2 separate regions of the Mus musculus genome follow, and region 2 is linked to region 1. A link is a contact called in public Hi-C data. All regions are on one chromosome and are shown on one strand. Each heading gives the region's core, a stretch centred on a gene start, on an enhancer-like site or on the middle of the called end of the contact. The rest is flanking DNA. Distances are from core to core; before and after follow the strand shown. Region 1 holds the start of Epha3 (Eph receptor A3). Region 2 has its middle 210 kb from the start of Csnka2ip.

The links. A called contact is a pair of places that touch in the nucleus more often than the background predicts.
Region 2: a contact with region 1 is called in a Hi-C map of cerebellar granule neurons, with 2.8 times the contacts expected there. The contact joins the enhancer-like site here to the promoter of Epha3 in region 1. A contact is called at or near these places in 2 of 39 promoter capture datasets (hippocampal neurons and liver), 1 of 484 Hi-C or Micro-C datasets (cerebellar granule neurons) and 2 of 115 datasets of contacts at active chromatin or transcription factors (astrocytes and embryonic forebrain).

What each region holds. Positions count from the first base shown.
Region 1 is chr16:63,860,482-63,867,424 of GRCm38.p6, forward strand. Epha3 (Eph receptor A3) reads right to left here and starts at 3,694. Exons shown (of 17, transcript NM_010140.4): 1 at 3,479-3,694. The coding sequence starts at 3,566.
Region 2 is chr16:64,389,403-64,396,033 of GRCm38.p6, forward strand. No RefSeq gene overlaps it. Among named protein-coding and RNA genes, the nearest start is that of Csnka2ip, 210 kb to the right of the region's middle. Within about 2 kb of position 2,294, at least 3 of the 459 cell types and tissues checked have an H3K27ac peak or open chromatin away from gene starts, as enhancers often do. A contact at or near this core is called in cerebellar granule neurons, where this site is marked.

The DNA of each region.
Region 1 (6,943 bases), core at 2,444-4,943:
TGTCAACATTTGCCCACTGCTCCAAGAGAAGTATATAGTATACATAGGCAAGTTTTACTATTAATCGTCCAACAATTGCATAGTCTTTCTTGTACTTAGCAGAGATTTACGTTAAAGGAAGAATGTTTCAGAGACAGTGTCCCACAGATACACTACAGAAAAGAGTATCTCAGCAAGAAGTATTTAGGTATGGGGACTGAATTTTACTGAACTGTATTAAAAAAAAAAACTCTCATTTTCAGTGTAAATAATGCAAAGGATAGGTGTGAATACAATTTGTGGAAACTGTTCGATGGAATATGTTGCATATAATATTGAATAAGCAGTCCATTTTGCTTCAGACAGCTACAAGTATTTAGTATGTATAGAGAGTACTTCATGCAGTTGTAAAGTTGGGTGAGCTAAGGAAGGTTGATCACTTCCCTCTGTATCAAGCTTTAACATCTTTCAAAAGTTACTGTTTGCCATGATCTGAGTCCCTGCAAGGAAGAATGGGCCTAAGGCTGTCCCACACAGAACTGAGCCTAAGGCTGTCCCACACAGAACTGAGCCTAAGGCTGTCCCACACAGAACTGTCCAGTACTAATTTTACTTTGAGAAGTAACTAATTTCTCAGTAGAATTTTCTTCTCGTGCCACGTGAGTGGAAAGAACTGATCATTGTTAACAAATTCTTTACTACCTTCTGCGTGGGTCTTCAGGCAAGGTTTTAAGGCATCCTCGGAATCATACAGCTCTATATTATCCACAAGACCATGGAGGCAAAGTAGCAGTTGGAGTCACTTTATCAAAATCACATTAGAAAGTCACATAATTAACTGATGAACTGGGACATTCACGCAAACTCTTAAGTTATTTTTCTTTACTTTGGACTCCTGGAATTTCAATAGTTTTATTTAGCCATCTCATTTTTTTTTTTTTTTTTTTTGTTAAAACTCCCATAAAGATGAGTTTCTTAGCAATCAGCTCAATGGCCTGGTTTTGTTCATCCAACTTTGTCATGTCTATCCCATGATAGATAGGAGAATATATGTTAGTAAATATGTTGCTGCAGGTTTTCTGTAGTTTTAAAGCACGTTAGGCATCACATTTCAAGTATAATTTATTTTCTTATATATAAGGAGCTCTTTATATAGCTTCCTATATAGCCTCTTCCTATATAGCTTTAGGTTTCAAACTACTGATGAAACAAGAAAGCAGCATTAACTGGTTGACTTTATCTTAGCTATATAGGAAAGCTACGTTATCTGGTTCTCTTTATCTTAACTCTATCTATGAGTCCAGCTTACTGCATGGAAATTGTGGCACAGATCAGAAATTTTCACTTCCCATATGACTCAACTCAACTGCTTAGGGCCAAGATATTTGATAAATATTTAAAGTCTCATTGAAGTGTTATCTAACTTAAACTAATCATTTTAACTTTTGTTTTATCCTTGTAAAGAGAGCGAGACAGCCATATGATAGTGTCTGAAAAGACCAATCCTGTGAACAATAGATACATAAAACTTTCAGCTAAGCCAATTAAATACTATATTAGTTTTATAAGTATTTTTACCATTATAGCTCTATGGTATTAATACATGACTATTTACATACACTATTCAATTATACATATATAAAGTGGTTTAATGGTAATTAAGATTTAATTATACTTATTACATTAAATTAATAGGCATTGCTTTTATATGAGTATGAATAAAACTAAGGTCATTATTATTATTATTTGCAATTTAAAGTGAGGTTAAGTTGACCATAAACGTAAGTTCATCTCTATCCTACACATCACTAATTCAGTGAGATCATTGTCTGGGTAGTCCGTACACATTCTATTTGGAAAAAGACAACTCAGCAAAAATAAATAAATAAATAAAAGTGCCAGTTATATTATTTTCTAGTTATTGTTAGTATTTTAATATATTGAGAAAAATATTTTAAAAGAATTTAACATACTGCTGTGTTACTCATGCGCAGATGACCACTCAGGATGACCTTTCTTTCAAGAATGGCTGATGATTATTTTTAAGTGAACATTTTAATTTGTATTACTAAATAAGTGATTTGTGGAAAAAATCAGTTTTCCCATCTTCATGATGAAAAGAAAAACAAACAAACAAACAAACAAAAAACCACTACTTCTCTACTGAAAAGCAAACAAAAAATAATAAAACCAGTCAGACTGATAAAGGCAGCCAAGGCACTAAGGAAAGAAAATTAAACTGTCCCATTAGCGTGAAAGTGGGTCACCAAACATGGGAAGCGGTCTTTGTGCTAATGGGTTTACATACATTTTTCTTTCACATGGGCATAAGCATAATGTCTACAACATTGGCTCTACAAAACGTTTTTAAGTGAGTGTTGTACAGCTACTGTGCTCCCTGCACTTCAGCTGTCCTCTATTGTTAACTTGCTCGATACAATTCTCAATGTTCAAAATCATTAAGAGGAAATTAAAGTTGTAAGTGTTGCTGCAAGGCAATCAATTATTCAGAGAAGTTGTCTTAAGAGTTTGTATTCACAAATCATTAAAACTAGATAATGAAAAGTCTGAAAAAAATATCATGAGTCTGCTCAGTATCCACGAAAACAAATATTCTCAATATTAGGTTTACACTTTGATCCATTGAGAATGCAAGGATGCCCGTTACACTGACAATAATTAATCCAGCATCAAGGAAATGCCGTTAGCTTTCCATGAGTGTTCTTTCTAATTTGCTAGTCTGTTATTTACTGTATCTACCCAGGAGCTAATTATCAATCAATCATTAAATGCATCCTTCTATGTGTATGAAAGGCCTTTTTACAAAAGAACCCAACTTAAGCTCACTGTATATCCCTTGAACCATCACTGCTGTTAATAATGTGGCATGCATATGCTACCCATGAGAACCTGTATCGCTGAGCACAGCATCGCCCGGCGGGATCCACAGCACTTCAATAAGGCGGTTGTAACATAAACACATGCACACACGCGCGCACTCAAACACCTCGGGTCCAACGAGCCCCCTTCTCTCCAGTCCATTCATAAGTGCCAAAGGGTGTAAGCAGGAGCAACCTGTCATTATCTTTAAAACACACCGCGGGGATCTCAAGAGAGGCTAGCCTTTTCTTTGAAACTTCTCAAAGAACCACATGGTCATAATTAGAAAATAAAATACTGCCTTGGCTATTTGGCAATTAACAGTCTGGGTTGTTAAAAAAAGAAAAAAAGAAAAAAAGAAACCGAAGGTTTTCTTTCTTTCTGGTTCAAATTGGTAAATGTGGTAATCACTTGAATCGCTCGCTATCAGATTAAAAACAGATTTATTATTATTTTTAAAGGTTTCTACAATCCCAAGACATCCCCCAAAAGTGTTTTGGGATTGCTACTGGGCAAACAATCTTTTCGCTGCCACTGCTTTCTGGGCATCTCAGGGAACAGCGCCGTCCGGGGGCTGTGGGCTCCGCTCCGGCGGGAGCGGCGCGGTTACCTGGCTTACCTTCGTTGGAAGGCTGTGGGCTCAGTTCTCCGGAGCAGCTGAGGACGCAGCAGCCGAGCAGGACGAGGATGGAGAGGTGACAATCCATGTTGCTGGTGCACCGGGCAGTGAGAGGAGCATATCTCCGCGAAGCATACCACTGATGTGAGGGGGAGCGCTCTGATTGCTGGAGAAGTTACCATGCTCCGCTCGCAGTCTGATGTCAAGTTTGACACTGGAGATAAGGAGGAGTCTGGCTGCCTTTCTGCGAACCCCGCTCGGGGACTTCTCTGGGTCCTAGTGCCGTCGCCAGCGGGCGCTGAAGAAGAGCAGGGCAGCCCCATGGCTGGCAGCCAGCTCCGTTCCACGGAGCTGCGGAAGAACGCAGAGGGGTGGAGGTCGAGAGTGTTGCTGGTGGGGTAGGAAAGCCAGAAGATGTGCTGGGACAGCGACAGCGACGGAGAGTCTTGGGAGCCATTCCGTTTTCACGGGAAGGCAGCTATTTGTTTGCTATACTTGATCAGTTGCCTATTTCTGAAAGATCCCTATTAGAGGTACTGTGAGTTGAAACTAATGTTCAAAAAAGTAGTATTGTTTTTAAAAGTGGAAGACGTTCATTCAATTATTGTAGAACGACAAAGACCATTGCAATTAATCCGTTTACTGTGTTCTGTGTGTTCACAGTCCTCTTAGTGATTCAACAAGATAAAAGTAGACTGCTCAGTCTACCACATGGTATTGGGGCTGTTAAAGGCATTTGATACAGCAATCTCAGCTGAAACAGAGAGGTCACAGTCAGGTTCTGAACACTGGCAAATAGCCGTTGCCCTCCCAGGACAGGAACAATCCTAGCCAAAGCCATAGCTTCAGACTACCACTCATTCCATCGGATGGTTGCTGGATTTGCAATATAAATCGAAAGTCCTGAACAAGGAATGCTCCTGCCTACAACTAGCTAGCACTAGAACTTTCCTGTTTTGTGAGACTCGGAGATTAACTCATAGCTCCCTGTTCTGCCTTCCAGCTGCCACTAATCTGGGACTATTTGAAGGCTGCTCTTTTAACGCTGAAAAATCCAGTATTTCCTAGAGAACAATGTCCTTGGACTTGCTAAATTACTTTGCATGATGGTTACAAACGGTCTCATGCTGAACAACCTCACTGCAACCTACTTCAGCCATGTAATTTATCCAATTTCTACTTTAAGATCTCTTTTGAATTATCTTTGAAATAGGTCCCAGAAAATGATTCCTCACCAACCCTCTCAACCACCCATCCATCTCAGCCTATCCTGAAAAGGAGCAAGATGACTTCCTTACACGGCTTCAAAACGGAAAATTAGGTTGACAACGTTAACGCCAGTGATCAGTGTTAGAGCCCTGAGAAGGGAGACGGAGTAGGTTTTTAAGGGTCCTGATAATAAGATGTGTATTTCACAAGCACTCCACTTTCTATGACCCTGGAATTTAGGCTAATGGCTTCTGATACTCTTTGTTGACTGTTTGGTAAAGATGGGTTGGGTTGAAGAAGCCAGATGGAAGAGACTGATTCTGTTCACACTTCCTCGAGAGACTTGTCTCCCTAACTCCTTCTCACATTAGGCCACCAGAGGCTGTAGAGCCCACCAGTGCTAAATCTGACTCCATTGAAAATAAGGTTTGTTGACCAGAAAATGGAGAGAGTGGGGATTGCCTCATAATGTTTGCAGTTCCACAACAGTTACATTGCTTCATAGCTGGATATGATTTTTTTTTTTTACTGAGAGTTTGAAAGAAATGACATTTATTTCAGATTGCAATTTAAAAGCATTTGGAAAGGTCATGATGGTATGCTGGTCTTTATGAACGTATTACTTCCTTTCCTCTCACTATCCCATTATTTCTCTTTCACATCTAACATCTAACAACCACCTGGGATGGTGAAAAGGTTGTTCATGTTTGAACAATGTTACAAGTATGCAGAAATGGAGTTTAAAGCAATGCCTGAGCTAGGCACACTATGTAAGCTATCTAGGATGTCTCAGTTGTAGACTCCTTAATCCAAAAAGACAGCAGAAAAAGAGAGGTCCCAAAGCTGAGAGTGTAGCCCAGTTGGTAGAGTGCTTGCATGAGGACCTGAGTTCTACACCCAGTATTACATAGGCAGGGTGTGTAACACAGCGTTTGGAGGATGGAGGAAGAAAAACTTCTCATTACACACTGAATTATATGACATCCTGGGCTACATGAAATCCTGCCTCTAAAATAAAAAGAAGGAATGAATAAGTAAAAGGAAGGAAAGAAAGAAAAAGAAAGGAAGAAGGGAAGGAGGGACGGAAGAGGGGGGGAAGGAAGGAAGGAAGGAAGGAAGGAAGGAAGGAAGGAAGGAAGAAAAAAGAAGTTGCAAAGATTTATAATCTCAGGATTATTTTAGATAGATGTGAAAAGAAATTCAGGTCAACAGACAGACTAGCAAGTAAGATTGGAAGTACAGACATGATTGCAATGGATTCTTGTCCTCCCCAAAAAGTGGTGTTGAAATATAAGGAGAGGTAAACATTTAACAGTTCAAGAGTTCAGAAGACACTGTTAGTAGACAGAAGGAGCATAAACAAAATTAGAGTGATGTCCAATAGAGGGGAAATACTTTTAAAACCCCAACATGCATGCAACACAGTGTATTTTTGTCAGGAAGAGAGATAGCATCAGAGGACAGGAGGAAAGCCAGAGTTGATGGTGGCTGTTGGGGAAATATTCTCCATGGGGTAGACTGAAAATGGCATAGAATTTCCTTGCCACAAGTCAATGTGTTCGTAACCTATTCTAGGCTAAAGAGAGCAAACCCAAAAGCAGAGGAATAAATGGATTCTGTCTGAGGTTTAGGAAATTATTATCATCCCAGGATAAACCAGGGCTGTGTCACATGGTGTGGAAGGGCTGACAATCCTCATTGAAAGGGACACTGTAACCCAGACATTTTTGACTGAACCCACTGCTGAGTGAGGAAAAAGTCCAATACAGAACAGTTACATCGGAAGTCATTTATAAAGTAAAGCTGAGGACAGGTTAGGACTAGGAGCTAACCGAAAGAATGAGGACCTAGATGGGGAAGAAACTACATTTTGTTTTTTCAAGAATAGCAGAGTTAGCCACCCAACTTAGCAGTTAGAGGAACATTCCTGAAAGAGATAGCAGTGGAACTATATCCAGGAAAGGCAGCAATGGTGGGTATCATTGAAATGTGCGTCAGAAATAGAGTGACCATGAACAACCAGCTTCCTGGAGGAAACAGACTTCTGTTATTAGAGCAGAGATGCTGAGCTGATGTCAGATTAGCAGAGAAGAGAGAGGACATCATGGACGGATCCTGGTGTCGATTCTAAGAATGCTAGGGACCTAGGACTGTGGGGGTGATTTGGACTATAGAAGTCTTAATCTGCACTTTAAAAACAGGAAGAATGTTACTTTAAAAAATAGCCATAGTGAGAGGAGGTAATACCCCAGCACT
Region 2 (6,631 bases), core at 1,044-3,543, 530 kb after region 1:
GAGGGGTGGAGGGACAGCCTCATGGAGACAGTGGAGACAGGGGGGAGGGGAATAAGTATGGAATGTGGAACAGTTGGAGGGTGGACCAGGAAATGAATTAAATCTGGAGTGTAAACAAATAAATAAATAAAAGATTAAAAAAATAAAAGATAAAAGAAAAAAACAGTTAAGGGTAAAATAATACAACAAGGATCAAATCCATATAATTGTTTACATTGGGTCCTCCTCTGATTTATTAATTCATAAGAACAGTAAGATAAGCAATTAATATTTTCTGGCCTTTGTGGTATAAATAAATCCATTGCAATGGTTTATTCTATTGTGCTCTAATACCAGGAGGAGTCAGTTTAGTGAACAAAATAAGTAAGGTTACAGGCAGTGAATAATCCACAGGACACACAAATGCTTCTTCAGGTCTGAATTTTAAAAGCTATGTTTGTTTCCTTGCCTCTTGGGATAATATGTGAGGACTGCCCAATGCCACTGCTCCTTTTAGAGTTTTACATCAATTGATGAGGGTATTGGAAACACCAAGCAAACGAGGGAACAGTTGAGAAACAAAGTCCTTTCCCTGTCTTACCTCAACTTGCCTAGGTTGCAAGCTTATCATTTTATTTTCATAGACTCTCCTAAATTCTCATCAAGAAGGAGAGAGAATAAAGATTATGTTGATTATCAAGACCTCAATCCATACTTCAGGATCTGCAGGAAAGAGAAGATAAATATTTAAAGGAGGCTCCAGTAAGGGAGCTGAGGAAGTCATTGTTAGGGCATAGCTATCAGTAGCTCTGTTTTTACTTTCAATTTTGCCTGAATGGGGAAAATTTCCCTTTCTGTATATTTTATTGATAGTTGTTTAACATTTAATATTTGAGCTGCCCCCTATAAAGTGATGTACAAGCTCAACATAAGGCAATCTCTTTTCTGGTTTCTACCCCATTACTCTTAGTCACCTCTTTCTGGCGAGGGTCCCTATTCTTTTACCTCGTAGCTAACTTCAGGTACCTAGTACAGGTGTCACTTATCACCACTGTAGAGGCAGTGGGACTTGAGAGAATGGCACCTATAAATGAGGCAAAGTAAAGTGTCATTCAATAGCAAACTTTGTTCAGAGCCTCAGACAATTTATACCCTGGGGGTTAAGAGGAGTCACAATCCCAAGGACAAGACACACACAGCAAAATCATGTTTTCGCATAAAGGCATGTAAACTACTAACAAGAGACAATTATTGTGAATAATATTATGTAAACTCACTCCTATCCACTACATCTGGGAGAGGCCTGAAACATAATTCAAGAACAATTTTGTATTTCTAAAGACACTGAGGTTACAATACTCTTGTCTTGGTTTCTTGGAGTTTTCTCACAAACGCTCAGAAATCCCCACACATGGCTCCATTTTTGGAATGCATCCTGACAGTCTCCCAACACTGTGAGGCAAATAGTCTACAGCATCCTACCCTTAAGGTAATTTGTCTTATAAAGAAAAGAATAAATGAGTAGATTAAATGCTCTCAGTCAATGTCCACAAAAATACTGATGTTCAGAGAGATTCATGATAAAAGAAATTCAAATCATAATTAATTATTCTGATCTACCTTTAAAAAACTTAGGGCCCACTTATGGTAGCTACTATGCAAAATAAGAAACGCACCTACAAGATCATTTCTTCCCTCCAAAACCTTTTAACCATGCATGAATTTATAGACTGAGTAGTTAAGACCTTCAGCAGAAAAGTCTGTATAATCTTCAGACATTGACTGCCTGACATTTCTATATCTGTGAAAACTCCATTGTGTTAGGAGATGTTGACTGTTGTGTGCTGCCCATTGCTTGTGATTTCATTCTTTTAATAATAAAGACACTCCGTGTCTAGGACAAGAATACATTTCAAGCATGTTATAAATATCCATATATGTGGCCTAGTGATTATCAGCATTCTTCAGGGAAAAAGCTCGAGTGGCGTCTTTTCACCAGTGCCTTTGCTGCGAAAGATATTTCCTGAAGGATGGCAGACAGTGAGTATCATTACTGCCAGGATCCTGAAAAGGAATCCAATCAGGCCCCTATGACCACTTCCTGACATGAGTAGGAGGCAGCACACATTGACGCAGAAATCCATTTCAAAGCAAGGCTGCTGACAAGTAAACTTGAAGAAGGCTAAGCCTTTACAAATGGTCAGAGGCACAGTGTGCTGACAGCAGGCCCTATTGACTTTCCCTAGAACAATCCCCTGCCAAAGACTCAGCGGAGGCTGGAGGAGCCTTGCAGGAGGCAGGTGGGGGGAAAGGAGCTGGGTTTTTTTTTCCTCAGAAACTACCTGCTGCCAGTCAGCTTGGCATCATTTAAGGCAGCAGGTGCTCCGCAGGGTAAAATGGAAGAGCGTCAGAGAATATCCTTTTCTTTTCCTTTCTATTTTTGACAACTCATTGATGGAAGATCTTGGTTGAGATGAAAGTTCAGTTGCCGTTGACAAGATAGCTTTTCCTCCTAGCTATTAACCCAGTCAGTGGCCTGTGACAGATTAGGGAAAGGGACTCATAGATATTTAGCTTTCACTACCGCCCCCCTTTTTTTATTCTGCACATGAAAGCTGTAGTTGAACAGAGAAAATCCATGCCAGCGTTGTAAAGACAGCCCCTCCCCTAGTTACTAGTGTGCTGGGTTTGTTTTGATTTTATGATCTATCCCTATCAACATCTCTGATCTAAAGGAAGACAGACTTTTGCATAATGTTACCAGCATATGTTGCCGGAGTTGTGTAACCTGAAGATGAGGTCAAATGAATGAATACAACTTCTTGTTTTTACCCTAAGTTACCCATATGGAAAAAAAAAAGCCTGCACACAATGCCAAAATTTCACAATAAAATCTTTGATGGTAATACAGCATTATGCTATACCTAATGAAGCAACCAAATGCTGTGCCTAAATATACTGACGTTACCAGAATGTCCCTAGAAAACACTAAAGCTGGCAAAACAATAAACATCACTATGGCATTTGATATATGCACATAAGTAATGGAAGGTAAAATTTAAAATGAGCAATGTATATATTTGGCTTACATTGTGAATTAATTTAGAGTCAAAGCCATCACTTTTACTGCTGAAGGAAAACTCTAAAATGTGCCTGTTAAAAGTCAATTAACATAAGACATAAGGAGACGCAAGCTATGCAAAACTGAGGAAGATCACATTCCATAAAACTTTGCTTAATTAAATCAGGTTCTTGTGTTCATCCACAATTATAGCTACAAAAATAAATAAATAAAGTCACCTCATGTCATGGGGTTTTCAACATTTTTAAGTACAACCTCATCATAAAGAGAAACAACATCCTGTACAATTAAGTTCCGAATCCTTGTTCTTGGGCCACATGGCTCTGCACCATTTCAGATGATGATAATTGCTAATATGGCTATTTACATGAAAGAAAAGAGATAAAAATAGAAAAAAAATTCAATAATCCATCTATCAGAGCTGATGAAAATCTGGTCCTTTTGTTCAGTAGTTTGAAAAAGATTTGGTTTCTTCACGGGTCAATGGTAATAGCATAACCAGACTTGATCTAGTCTTTTAGAGATATAAACCAAGGAGCTTCCCACGCATATCTCAGGCTTTATTATGCAGCTGGAAGATGTTCTAGAAAGCTAAAGATCTGCACACATGCACATACACACAAACACATACATGCTCACAAAACAACAGCAACAAAAACTAAGTTTACCCAGACACGCACAATCCCAAATTCTTCACAATATTAGCTATCAGGAGTTTTTTGATATCACTCTATGAATGTCTATATGCCGTAGTGATTCTGCAGCATGGATGAGCTATCTGTTTCAGCTCCAGGTTAGAAGAACCTCGGATCACTACGAGGAATTAAGCTAATTAAAAGCCCGGTGAAGAGGCCATTTTATTATATTTTGTTCTGCTTTTTTGGATGGAGTTTTTGAAAGACAATTTACATGCTCTCCAGGATGCCCACTTAAAATATAAATTCATTTGTTTTTCAGAATATAGAACCCTTAATTTGAATTGTATCACAGCTTCAGAAAGAACCTACATACCCTGTAAAGATCTTTCTATCTTCCCTGACTTGAAGCTTCTGACAAATGCTCATTTATTTCCCAAGTTCATAAGTTTTCCTGCTTCACATACTCCTCATAAATGAAATCATACATTTTTGTCTGGCATTACCTTATAAACATGCATATTTAAATGTATATGTACACACTTACACATAACACACACACATGCATATAGGTATACAGTTTTGAGTATCTGTTAAAATAAGTTAGAATTTAAGATGGGAAGAGAAGAAATAGTACATGGAAAGTGTCATTTGCAATAGATACCGATTCTACATGTTGAATAAACCTATTCCAAGTGATGGGAAATAGAGTGAAACTTTCAAAATCTATAAAAGTATTCACAGCCCTAGGGATTACAGAGACTAACCCATTGTCTCCGTATTTACTCAGTTTTGAAACTCCTACTTCAGTACAGACTAAGATTCACTTGTGAATCTTTACTTTTAATAATTAAATGACACAACAATATAACCAGGGTAATAATTATGAACAAATATAACTAAAATTCTTAATGTTTTATTCAAGTCTTCCTCAAAATCCATCACAAAAGAGATGCAGGCACTCTGCTTTATAAATGCAACTCTGATAATTATTCATGTTACCCTGTGGAATTAAACACATATCAACTATTCAATAATATTTTGTCTGTTATATTTGTGGGGTTTGTTATTATTATTATTAAAGATCAGAAGATTCACCTGGTCAAGGGTCTGCATTTATGGGCTTTATGTAGAGTAAGTCATAAATAAAACTTTATTGACATATAACCAGTCTCATTCATTCACATACCACTGCTCCTACATGATGGTGATCAAGTTGAATTGCAACAATGGCCCCTATGGCCTGAGAAGCCTAATATATTCACCGTATGACCTTTCAGAGACTAATATTTAGCGAGAAAGAAATACAAATGTTGTAAAAAGTCCCTTCCCTGTGGACTCAGATCAATTTAAATAAGTGAAGAAAGCTAAGTGAATAATTAGTTGAGAGTTTTCATTAGGGAAAGTCGTTAAGTAGCTGCATAGTAAATTGTACTTCAGTTCACGAAATCATTGGATTATTGACTACTAATAGATTTTGCTAGGCTTACATTTTCAAAACACCTAAGATACACATTTTAAAAGCATACTTAAATAATATAATGTCAATCAAAATCAAACAAGACTGATAATTAAAATGGACCACTTTGTTTATTATTTACCACCATCATGATTATACTTCTATGCTAATGCAATGGTTTGCGAAAGCATAGACTGCCATTTTCTACTCTACCTAAATTAGTATGTTGTTAATTTAATGCACATTGACTCATCTCAGAAGAAATCAAATATCCCGAGTCAATTATTTGCATAAATGAATTGTTTTGGTTGTTTCTTTCTAAAACGTCTCCTTATATCTCTTCCCTGGCCCAGATAGAATTAAGTATATTTCAAGCATTGTCTCCAAATAAAACCACAATGAACCCCTCAAAATTCTGCATTTGCACAAAGCCTGTGAATGTGACAAAGAGGTTGTGTTGGCAGTCAACTTTGAGAGTAGCTTTTATTTCTGACAAATTTTAGTTGCATATTATTGAGACTTGTGTTTGAAAATCTATATGCTCTCTTCCACTAAGTATTTTTTGCAGCCTTCACATTTGCATCCACTAATTTGTATTTCCCTATATTATTTTACTACTGTTTCAAAGCAATGTCTACATAGTTGCATCTCATTTGAACTTGACTTGACTCTATTTAGTACAATTGTCCAACCAGTTATACTTACCAATTAACTTCCTTAGTTTGGGAAAGTTGAAGTTAACCTTAATAAAAATTCATAGTTCCTCATAATTATTACTATATCACCCAATTTGTCATACCTTTAGTATTTGCTGCTAAATTAATTTGGAATATCAGGTAAGCAGTGTAATCAATGTTGTTTAAATCTACAGTTATTTAGAGGCAGTATCTTGACTACATTAAAATAAAATATATATTAATTTATTTGATGGTCTTTTGATTTTGTCTTATTTTGGAAATATGTGACAAAATATATTCTCTACTATGTGAAAATTAACATTAGTGTACATTTTAAATTCTACTTTCAAATTTTTCTGCTCCCCAAATGTTCTGAATCTTATCTATAAAGTACTGATAGGAATTTAAAACTTAAAGTGCTCAAACTATTAATTTTGAGTATGAAATGCACAAGAAAGTTTTGAGCTGCTGTTCTGACCTATTTACCTCAACTTGATATAAGCTAGAATTATTTTGGAAGAAAGAAAGCTCATTTGAGAAAATTTCCACACCAGAATTGCCCATGATGCATTTTTTTTCTATTGATGCATGGTGTAAGAGGATCCAGCTCACACTGCATCACTATTGGCCCTGGATGCTGTACTAAAGCAGGGTAAGCAGACATGAACAAGTCAGTAAGCAGCATCCCTCCATGGCTTCTGCATCAGTTCTTGCCTCAATGTTTCTTCCTTGAGTTCCTGCCCGTCTTCCTTAGTTGAAGGACTGTGATGTGAAGCTATCAGTGAAATACATCTTTTCC